2 separate regions of the Mus musculus genome follow, and region 2 is linked to region 1. A link is a contact called in public promoter capture Hi-C data. All regions are on one chromosome and are shown on one strand. The core of a region is the stretch at or near the end of the contact, and the rest is flanking DNA. Distances in the headings are between cores, read along the strand shown. Region 1 has its middle 70 kb from the start of Gm40387. Region 2 overlaps Slc6a6 (solute carrier family 6 (neurotransmitter transporter, taurine), member 6).

The links. Capture Hi-C pulls out chosen DNA fragments and counts their contacts.
Region 2: a promoter capture Hi-C map of adipose tissue shows a contact between it and region 1. The contact joins two enhancer-like sites. A contact is called at or near these places in 1 of 39 promoter capture datasets (pre-B cells), 1 of 15 datasets of contacts at CTCF or cohesin (the NIH/3T3 cell line), 33 of 484 Hi-C or Micro-C datasets (B cells, B-cell progenitors, the C10 cell line and 22 more), 15 of 115 datasets of contacts at active chromatin or transcription factors (CD8 T cells, the HPC-7 cell line, T-cell acute lymphoblastic leukemia and 10 more) and 5 of 9 other capture datasets (adipose tissue, embryonic stem cells, embryonic tail and 2 more).

What each region holds. Positions count from the first base shown.
Region 1 is chr6:91,588,274-91,593,668 of GRCm38.p6, forward strand. No RefSeq gene overlaps it. Among named protein-coding and RNA genes, the nearest start is that of Gm40387, 70 kb to the right of the region's middle. Within about 2 kb of position 3,233, at least 50 of the 459 cell types and tissues checked have an H3K27ac peak or open chromatin away from gene starts, as enhancers often do. A contact at or near this core is called in adipose tissue and uterus, where this site is marked.
Region 2 is chr6:91,738,600-91,743,994 of GRCm38.p6, forward strand. Slc6a6 (solute carrier family 6 (neurotransmitter transporter, taurine), member 6) reads left to right here. Exons shown (of 15, transcript NM_009320.4): 7 at 1,278-1,412; 8 at 2,350-2,453; 9 at 2,579-2,703. Among named protein-coding and RNA genes, the nearest start is that of Gm44981, 19 kb to the left of the region's middle. Within about 2 kb of position 2,497, at least 21 of the 459 cell types and tissues checked have an H3K27ac peak or open chromatin away from gene starts, as enhancers often do. A contact at or near this core is called in adipose tissue and uterus, where this site is marked.

The sequences.
Region 1 (5,395 bases), core at 1,983-4,482:
TATCGGATACAATTCTCTCTGGAAAGGCTGCTGGTAAGCTTCGGGGTGGCTTGTTACATAGTATGACTGTAACAGAGCTATCCGATACAATTCTCTCTGGAAAGGCTGATGTTCAGAGGTTATAGAAACCCCGTTAGCTGTCTATTCTGCTCCCCTCTCCCCTTCTTGCTGAACCGTGACTCGTGAAGTGTTAAGTATGTCATGACAGATGCAGAAGTACTGGGCCAGGGGGACAATAGACACCGCTGTGACAGAAGCTTCATAGTCCAGCAATGGCAAAAAGCCAGTCTCAGTTAACACTCCCAGCTCATGCTTGGATCTTGAACCTTCCATAAGGACCCCAGGAGACTCTTGAAGATCTAGAACATTCCTTTTTATCTCGTGCTAGATAAGCTCAGCTCCATCACTTACAGCTGTGAATCCTATCTAGGTCACACGGGACATTTATCATGCCCTGCCTGTGTTTCCTCGGTGACAGGTGAGGCTTCTCACAACAGCATCTAACTCCTGAGACTAAACAGAGTGGCCTGCGGAAGCAGGGTCTAGGATCAGTATACAGCAGGCACTCAATCCATGCTAGCCATCTCTACTGCATATCTCAGTCCTGGTTCTGAGATCTGAACCCTCATCTGCCACCCAGATGACCTCTGTGGGTGGGACCAAAGGTGCTTGTGACATCTGCTAGGCACACTTAGCCAAAAGACACTTTTTGACTTAGTGTCCTTAATTAGAAAGAAAGAAAAAAAGAAAAGGAGGAAGGGAAAACTTTTTAAATTGCTGGCATTTACAGAGTGTTAGTGTTAAGAGCCAGGCCCTCACACATATGATATCATTCCCTCAAAGGGCCCGTCCATTCTTGCCCCTGTTTACAGAAACTACAGCAAAAATAGGCAAGAAGGTACAGCAGGCCCTGTCTGCATTCCGTTCCTACCCGGCAGCCTTCACTCCTTTTTTGAAAAAAGACATTCCAAATTTTCTTTGGGGGAGCACTGACGCTCTTTGATGAGTCTAGGGTCAAAGCTGTCAATCAAGTTACCCTGCTTTCTTCTGGCTCACATGACCCAGGCCTGGGTGATCCTGGGACTTTGCCTCTTGAGTCACAGGTTGGGAAAGCCTGCTTCACCATGGCAACATTGTCTGTGGGTCCTTGAGCGTCTACACCCTAAGCACATGAGATTTCCACTCCAAGAACTACCTGTCCCCCTTCCAATGAGGCCCCAGCTATCAAGCTGAAGTCAGGCAGCCACTCTGGGACCTAGCCCACAATACCACAAGGTATTGGAATACCACAAGGCCATGTGGGGTTGGAGGCTACTAACACACACACAGGCTTGAATGCTGGAGGGAAGGGTCTTGTCTGGCAAGAGCATTGCAGGCGTTAGTGGGAAACATGCCCACTGTGACACTAGAAAGCCAAGTGCTCTGTGGAATCCCTCAGAAGTGGCTTCTCATCTACCCTCGACCTTCCAGACTAAGTTACAGTTCCACAGAACAGTTCCCAGCAACCCAACAGGCCCTTAAACCCCTGCCTACGATGCTCGTCTGATGGCAAGCAGTTCTGAATCATCATGAGCCTCCATGGGACCCTCTCCAAGGCTGGGGCTAAGGAGCCCCACCATGTCAGCAATCGGCCAGCCATCTTCCCTAGCTTCACACATTTGAGACCCATACTCCACGCATGGCATACTTGTGTTAAATTGTGTGTGTGGGGGGGGGGGGTTGGGGGGGTGCTTTAACTCTGTTAGTTCAGATGACCTGACTGATATCACCAGGGGGAAGGGCACAGAAATTGCTCTGCAGAAATAAAACATGATTGTGCATTAGAAACCAACATACTTTACAGACGTTCTATTAAAGCATCAAAGTGACGTCTCAGGGTTTGTCACAGCAGGATACCTGGCACTGCCCTGTGCTCCCCACCCCCAGCCAGTCCCCCCAGCCTGGTAAGTGGCCAGAAGAAAAAGTCCAAGGGAGGCAGACTAGAAACAGTTTCCCTAGGAGGTGATACAGTCTAAGGCCATGGTGTGTACAACACACTTGGTGATTAGGGAAACAGTGGTCCTCATGATGAAAACAGAGAGGGTAAGACTTGACTGAAGCCACACAGCACAAAGGAAGAGTGCCTGGAACAGGTCTGCCCACTCCTAGCATTCTTCAGCACCTTGGTTTGTGTCTTTAAGGCACTTCAGATGCTTCCGGCCAGTGCTGATGGTCTGGGATCACACCATCCTAATCCCCGAAGCCACTCCCTTCCATCTGTCTGGTTTGAAGCCCTCCGTACTCAGTACCCCACAGCACCCACAGACAGCACCAGTTGGTGTGGGATCCACAAATGCAAACTCATTTAAATGTCAGCTGTGGCGACACGGGGCTCAGGGAGGCAAACAGGTGACAGAAATAGATGTGACAATCACAGTATCCTAGGCTGTCGGCAGGCACTTCCAGCCCCTCTTAACCCTTGCTTGGGCTGGTGGCTCTCAGAGAATCAAGATACCAGGAACCCCCATCCTGAGGGAAACTCAGGAATCCTCTGTCACTCCTCTAGCATCTTAGATGGGTCCCAGGCTCATCCCACCTGGACACCTTGTGAGCTTTTCTGTTTCAATGAACCGAGTTTTCAAGAAAGATTTTGTTTGCGCAATGAGATCTGATGCCAAGAATTTGGAGATGACTGGCCTCTGTGATTTTCCAGGCAGCTTCAGTTAATGGGCTGCGAAGAAAGGCTCAAGTCCACTCCGGAAGTAGTGGCTGTTCAGGGTCCACCTTTTGCAGCCAGAAGTTTGCCTCCTTACTTATCTCTGTGAGAGGGTGAGCTGTGGGGGTTAATTTTAAAGGAGGAGGCACTTCTGTGGCGTCAGGAAGCCTCTTTGTCTGCTTTGAGGCCCATCCAAGTTTAACTTTCGGTGGGCAGGAGACACCCAACCTCCTTTCCCAGCCTCAGCAGCCCTGGCCCCTCCCCCCAGCCTTGCACAACAAGGTACCAACTGGCACCATACAAAAGCAGCCTTGCCTTTGGATCCCCCAGCTCCAGGGTCTGGGCCAAGCTCCGAGTGGCCTCAATGAGCCCAACTTGCTTTGTTACCCTACTGTCCCTGTGCTTACAAAAAGGAAGAGGGAGGGTGGGACAGCCCCAAGCCACATTTGATTGGAGAACTTTTGTGTTTGGATTTAAGCGTGGCCTTTGTGAAATCTCTCTCTTCTGGCAACTGTGTTCCTCAGCTGAGAGAAGGAGTGAGATCTCCCCTGGGGGAAATTGGAGACAGGGAGGCTGAGCAATAGGGCTAAAGGGAGCAGGCTCTGTGAGGGAAGGACGAATGACTTATAAGAGGGCATGAGAAGCCATTGAATAGGGACCAGCAGACGACAGCGGTGAAACTAGGATGACAGTTGACCACAGATGTGCTACTCAAGAATGGGGTGTTCGTGTAAGGTATCATGCCGCTGTCTGTAGCTGATGGCCATGTGCTGTAGAGTGGGCTCTCTGGCAGGGTTCTGGTACACCTCCATGCCCAGGAAGGGAGGAAGAGGGGAGCCCATGTTTGGTTTCATTAGATTCTGCTTTTGTGTTATAGGAAGGATCACTCACATTATCTTCTCAGGACCGGAGTCAGAGATGGGAGATGGATTATTGGAGGTTCTGAACAAAGTCTGGTTCCTCACACTGGAGCAGCCTGCACAGCTTTAAAGCCAAAACTAAGAGACGACAAACCTCCATAGCATTAGAAGAGGAGGGATCCTGCTTCCTGCCTGGTGGTTACATATTGAGCCTCAAGGCCTTTCTTGACATCATGGAGTAGTGGCCACAACAGACTTTGAAGCCAAACAGCCTGTGTCCGTATTTGGTTCTGTCACCTACCAACTGGAAACCTGTTGTGAATGCCGGCTTCCTTGCTTACAAGGGATAAATGACAAGATAGAGCACTAATAACATCTCTTCTACTGTTTTCTGCGACCATGGCAGACATTACTAGTCAATCAAGATAACTCTCGCTGAGCCTCAGAGCCCCTTCTGTGTGTCCAGAACTCCTCATTGGACATTTGAGGGGCAACCCTTTTTCCTTCTCCATCAGCAGCCACAGAACACAGTTCTTAGCACATACCATGGATAAACACCACTACTCAATCTCTGCTCAGTGCACAAAGTCTTAGTTTCCTCACCCCCAGCAATGGGGAGCTCTCTCTCACTGCCCATTTCATCACTGAGCAGTGCTAAGAAACTTTTCCTCTTAAGTCTCCCTCCTTGCCCCTCCCTATTCACTTCCATCAGTGGGTCTATGGCAGAAAGTTCCCTTCCTCCCAGGGTGTGCTGTCGCTACCGATTTAGGGGTTTTATTTTTAGGTGATACATTTGAACCTTCTGATGAGTACAGCCTTCTCTCAGCTTGCCTGTGCTCAAGCCCAGGCTAGCTAAGCAGCTTTAGCATTCTGATAGACATGTGAGAGGCGGGGTGTGTGTGTGTGTGTGTGTGTGTGTGTGTGTGTGTGTGTGTGTGTGTGTGTATGGATCAGGACAAACAGAGAGGGGGACGATAGGATGACAGATGATGTGTTGTAAAGCTTCCTAGCACACCAGGCCAATGTCACTCCTTACATAAGCTTAATAGCTTCTCAGGGGGATTGGGGCTACATCCAGGGCCTCATTGTTAGCTGATTAAGGCTGATTATTCCAAGGGGAGGGGGCCATGAAGAGGGATGTGAAGTTATGTAACTAACCACTTATTTGGATTTAATCTATGGTTCTAAATTTAGGAGGTGGAAGGCTTCAAAAATGAGCTCTTGTCATTTAAAGGTGGCACTGGCCCTAGGGGTAAGGGGTATGGGTCCAGCAGGTCGCTGAAGCCAAAGGCTACAGGGGCACTTTTCATTTAGAGGGGACCTCAAGGTTTTTGTCCTACAGTATTGCAAAGACTTGCAAGAGAGCAGTGCACCTGACGAGTAGAGGAAGACAGTGTGGTGATAACGGGTGAATCAGAAACCAATGTCCTTCAGGCTGGAGAGCTCTATAAGAATCTGGAAGGTAGTGTTTACCCAAGAGAAGGACATGTGTTCATGTGTGTGGTCATCTCCAACTGTACTGTTCCTGTGTCGGGATGCGTAGCTTTGATGTTCTAAACATTTTGCTCAGAGCTGTGGAAAACCACCAGAAGTCAGTGTGTGTGCTCCAAAAGGAGTCCACAGGCACCTCTCATAGCACAATTGTGTGTAGGGATGGAGAGGTAGCTCAGCTGGTGTTCGCTTAGCATGCAGAAGGTCCTATGTCCCAGTCCCTTGGTCCCCACACCACTTCTCAAAAATATTGTGTAGAGCATGGTTATATACACTCTAGTCCCAATACTGAGAAGCCTGGAGCAGGAGGAGCAGGAGGAGCACGAGTTTGAGGCCTGTCTAGACCATG
Region 2 (5,395 bases), core at 1,247-3,746, 150 kb after region 1:
CAGAGCTGGGAACCTAAGCCTATCTAGTCCACGTCTCTCCCCTAAAAGTGGGGAAGGGTAGTGATAGTACCAGCCATTGTGCTTGAGTTCCTCTCCAAGGGGCTTGACCTCCTAGAAAGTATGGCCTCCCTCAGGCCTTCTACCCATGGTAAAGGCCAACTACCCTGCAGTGGGGTGGCTAAACAGCTCATAGGACCAGGCAAAGGGCATTATTACCCATCTCTTCCTCATCCCAACCCTAGCCACACAGCGTGACCCCATGGGTCTCCTGTAAGCTGGGAACCTGCTGGGTCTTTCCCATTCTGGGCATGACCTTAGGGAAGTTCCTGCCTACCTCTCAAGTCACTGTCAAGCAGGCTGTATGTCTTGACAGTCATCGGCTGGGCTCTGACCGTGCCGATGCTCACCCATCTTCCCCTGGATAAGGGCTGCTGTGACTCTTGTCCTCATTGTATATGAGAAGAAACCCAGAGAGAGTGACCAACATGGCCTGCATCTCAGAGTTGGAGCTGACCCCTTGTCTCACTCTGTATCCCCAGGCAGGCCTTGAACACATCTGCCTCAGCCTCCTGGGTGCTAGGATTACAGATGTGCACCTATACCTGCTTCTGTCTTTTTTTTTTTTTTTTAAATATGTGTAGGTATGTTGCCTAAATATTATGTGTGCCTGGTGTCAGAGATGACCAGAGATGTCAGGTCCTTTGCAACTGGAATTTCAACTGGGTCTAAGCTGCCACGTGGATGCTGGGAATCAATCTTGGGTCCTTTGCAAAAGCAGCCAGTCCTCTCAGCCACGTGTCATCTCTCGAGCCCTTTCTTTACTCCCAACCCCCCCACCGACCCCTGTGTTATACTGATAGTTGTCATGCTAGCCGATATGTGCTGAGTGCCATGTGACCACGGGCTGAGTCGTTGCCTAGGGTCCCTGATAGTTGACTCAGTCTGTATGTTTGTATTTTTGCATAATCTCTTCAAAGGGTGGGCATGCTTTCTGTCTTGCCTGCTTTGTTAAATTCTGAGCCTGAATGGGCTATGTGAATTATCCACAGGATTTTTTTTTAAATCTATAAGAGAGACCCTTATGTCATATTTAAGGAAAGTGGCAGAGGCTCAGGGGTCGCACAACACACTAAAGACGGCACGGCAAGTGAGACCAATATGTCTCTAGGGTCCTTGCTGCACCCAGGGCAAGCACGTGCCTCTGAGAGAAGAGGATGGCCCACACTTCATTGCAGCAAGGACACTCACAAGTCTACCCGATGCCTTCTCGACAACAGGTTGTCTACTTCACCGCTACTTTCCCGTTTGCCATGCTTCTGGTGCTGCTGGTCCGTGGACTGACCCTGCCAGGTGCTGGTGAAGGCATCAAATTCTACCTGTACCCTGACATCAGCCGCCTTGGGGACCCACAGGTACAGCAGGGTGTGGTACCTCATCCCAAGACCCTGTATAAACCGGTGGTGCACACAGGGTACAGATGGCAGTGTTTTCTCTGGCTCTTTGATGCCCATGTGTAGCCAACCATTACTGCCTGGTACTTCTCTCCTGGGCCAGTAGTGGCTCACAGTCCTTCTGAGCTACAGAGCCTGCCTCAGGCAATCACTCCTTGCTAAGGCGAGGAGGGGCCCCTGTTCCAGCCACATCAGGACCAGAGACTCAATGTTTAGGATACCATCCTCAGATAGGATCAATGGTGCTCTGAAGGTTAAGGGGGTCAAATTGTAAGTCCCCCTGTCTCAGCACATAGCTGAAGAGTGTTAGAGTTGGTGAAACCCCTGGAGGCTTTTGTGTGTCTTTTGAGACCTTTGTCCCAGGCTCCCAAGCCCCTGGGAAGCAGTTGAAAATTGGAGCAGAGCAGGGTTGGTGGCCAGCCTGAGCTGTAAGCTGGGAAGGTAGGCTTGCTGCCTTCCAGAGCTATAAGCTACAGTCCCTAGAGAAGTAAAGAATGCCTTGTGTTCTAACTTAGGTCTCAGACTAAGCCATCACAGCCGTCAAAGCTGCCTTGGTGTGCTTGATGTGGACCGTGGCAACTTAGCAATAGACTCAGAGAAGACTGCTCTTTACTGAGTGTGGAAAGTTGTTTGCAGGGGCAGGGTAGGCTAGGGGCCCATTCTGTAGATATGAAAAGCAAGGTTTCAGGAGTGGTACTGGTCACTCCAGAGTTAGAGGCCTTAACTGATGCAGGAAGAAGAGGGTCTTCCTCTGGGGTTCTAGATCTGCCCTCTGGGGTTCTAGATCTGCCCTCTGGGGTTCTAGATCTGCCTCTGGGGTTCCTTGCAGCTCGCCTGTGTAGACATTGTCATGGTTAATCACCCCAGGCAACCACCCTAATGCTCTTCCCCTCTTCAGGTGTGGATCGACGCTGGAACTCAGATATTCTTTTCCTACGCAATCTGCCTGGGGGCCATGACCTCACTGGGAAGCTATAACAAGTACAAGTATAACTCGTACAGGCAAGTGTCGCGCTGGCGGGCCCGGTGGACGTTAGAAATGATGATTAAAGAAAAAAAAAGAGAAGTAGGGAGCGTGGCTTCCTTGTGTTGTGATTAACTTACCCCCTGACGTGTGTGTAACTTAGGGACTGTATGCTGCTGGGATGCCTGAACAGTGGTACCAGTTTTGTGTCTGGCTTCGCAATTTTTTCCATCCTGGGCTTCATGGCACAAGAGCAAGGGGTGGACATTGCTGATGTGGCTGAGTCAGGTACGGTGGTGTCGGTGGCAGTGGTGGTGGGCACTGCCACCTAGTGTGTAAGATGAGTACTGCAGGCATGGAGCCAGACCCCAGGGGGATGGAGGGAGCCTGGCTTTTACATAGACATCCCCTCTCCCCCCAAGATGTGCTCCCATACCTGAGTACAAAGGCTACAGTTAAAGGTCCTCAGTGCATTCTGGCCCACTGAAGGTGGGAGGAGCAAGGGCGGTTGAGATGAAACTTGGTGGCTGTTTTAGTTGTGGTCTTCCAGCCCCCAACACTTCCCCAGCATCCGCTGGCTTTAGCCATGGAAGTTGGTTTTCTAATAAGGCTCAGGTCAGCCACAGCTAGCACACCAATCACCAGCGCTGCTGACATCTCAGCCTTGGTTTCTGTGGTTTGCATTTGGCACCTGGCGGGCTCCAGTGCCAAGCCGATCCACTCTTGAGTCCTTCCTGTCTATGTTCCAAACCTCACCCCTCCCAGCCTCCACCACAGTCACCAGGAGCGAGAGGGCAGGGGAGAAACATCACTCAGAGCCCACGACAGAGCCGATTTGGGAGTAGGATATGAGGACACTGTTGCCTTTGGGGAGTTGGGGCCCTGTTGGCCCCATGTTGCTACTCAAGATGCTAACATTCACAGAATGGATGGTCGATCTTAGGGTCAGGGGCTCTTCCTTAGCAACATGGGATCCAGAACTCCAGCAAAGAAGGTTCTGGAACATGGTCTTGACTCCTACTACCTCATCACGGTTTTTTAGGGGTCTGGGCTCTAGTCGCCCTGTAGTGGATGGGGTTCTGGGGTGGATATCACCAGGGGCCACCTCCTCACCCCATTCTCTTGCAGGGTGGTCAGGTGTTATCCAACCTAATTACTCTGGGGCTTCTAGAGGCTGCCAAGAGCCATGGGTTGGGTCTTCCTTCAGGCCACATGGATGGGTGAGATAGGGAAGACTGTCCTTCATTATTCTAGGTGTTTTTTTACAGACCAGGGCAGGTACCCTAAGTCCCTGCCATTCTCTTCCCTCGATCTCCTTATATTTGAAACTTAAGGTCATGTCTCAGTTCTCTGATCCTGAGCCTTGGTATTGGAAGGTCAGAGGGTACCTTGATACTTTGTGTCTAGATCATCTAGATATTCATGTCTCAGCGGAGATCAGGTTGCCTTGGTATTGGAAGGTCAGAGGGTACCTTGATACTTTGTGTCTAGATCATTTAGATATTCATGTCTCAGCTGAGGGCAGGCTAGGCTCATAGGCAATGTATCTGGATGCCGAGTCTCCACCCACTACACGTCTGGAGAGCCATCCAATGTGGCCATTTCACTGGATCCTCTGACCTCAGGGACCTCAGAGACTATTCATCCTCTGTCAGCTGCTGGGCCATAACGCAGCCCCTCCTCCAGTGTGAACAGCACACTGTGCACACATATCTATTTCACTGTGTCCCAGTTGGACACTCAGAAGAACTATTTACCCATTCTCAGAAGCTCCAAAGGCAGGGAAGGGCCTGAGGGCACAGGACCTCAATCACAGCCTCTTGTGTTGGAAGTTGTTTAGCAAGGGGCCCAGCACCTCTTCCAGACCCTCTACAAATGTCGATATCCCCCACTTACACATGCAAAGTGATTCCAAAGCCGTTACGGGGTTCCACTAAAAACACAGAGGAAACTTGTTATGGGAGAAAGATGGGGTTCACCAAAGAGATCTCTGTGCACAATGGGCATGTTCACACCGTGCATGTAGTCAGTCCGAGTGGCTTCTTTTCTTTTATCCACTTCAAAGACCTCGTCCACGCTCCTTCCCCACAGTGATGTGTAAGCAGCCAGCACAGCAAGAGGGATGGTGACTCTAAGATTTTTTTGGCAAGCACCATAACAAAGAAAAGTGCATTTGAACAAGGGTATTGCACAACCAAGGGAAGCCCAGGCAGAACATGGCGTGCTTCACTCGGGGCATCCCAGCAGTCTAAGTATTCTCGGCTTCTACTCGCTCAAGTTTACTGTGGTTGTAGAGGAGGGTGCTTGGCCCCTCTCCTGAGGCTGGTTTGAGAAAATCTAAAATGAAGGACAGAAAGAAGTGAATTGACTCTGTTCACAGTGCCTGGTGCGGAGGGTTGGGGGTACACCACCTTTTACATCTGTCTTGTAGTTGGCTAGTCCTGATTGCTCATTCTTGAGGTGGACAAGGCAGGTCCAGAGCTTTGAACTTCAGGGGGAGCCGAATGCTTTTGGTTCTAACTTGAGCCCAAGTATATGTTTCATGATGTCCCCGGTGGGAGGTGCATGTTCTGAGCCCCCTGCTCTCAATCTTGCTCATCCAAGCAGCTTTCAGCTTGGTAAGCAGCCGCACCTGTTCCCCTCACAGAATCTTCTAGTATCACCTTCTAGCAAAACTCAGCGGCTGCCCCAGGTCGTTGTTTCAGTAGGGTTTCTCATTTCTCAGGCTGAGCAGACCTCATTGTAAGACTTCTCCTCCCCCGCCACAGTTGGGGTTGTTGATGCTTTACTAAGTGAATTTTTTTTTTTCAAAATTGGTTTGTTTTTGTGGATTCTCCCCCCCCCCCCCCCCCCCGCCTCCTTCTTAAGCCATTCATCCAGTTTTGATGATTGTTTAATGTTTGCTTTAAAGTGTAAAACATCTCCCGCAGTTTGGCCCATATTTCTTCTTGATTGGTTTGTTTTGTTTCTAGTAGTGGAT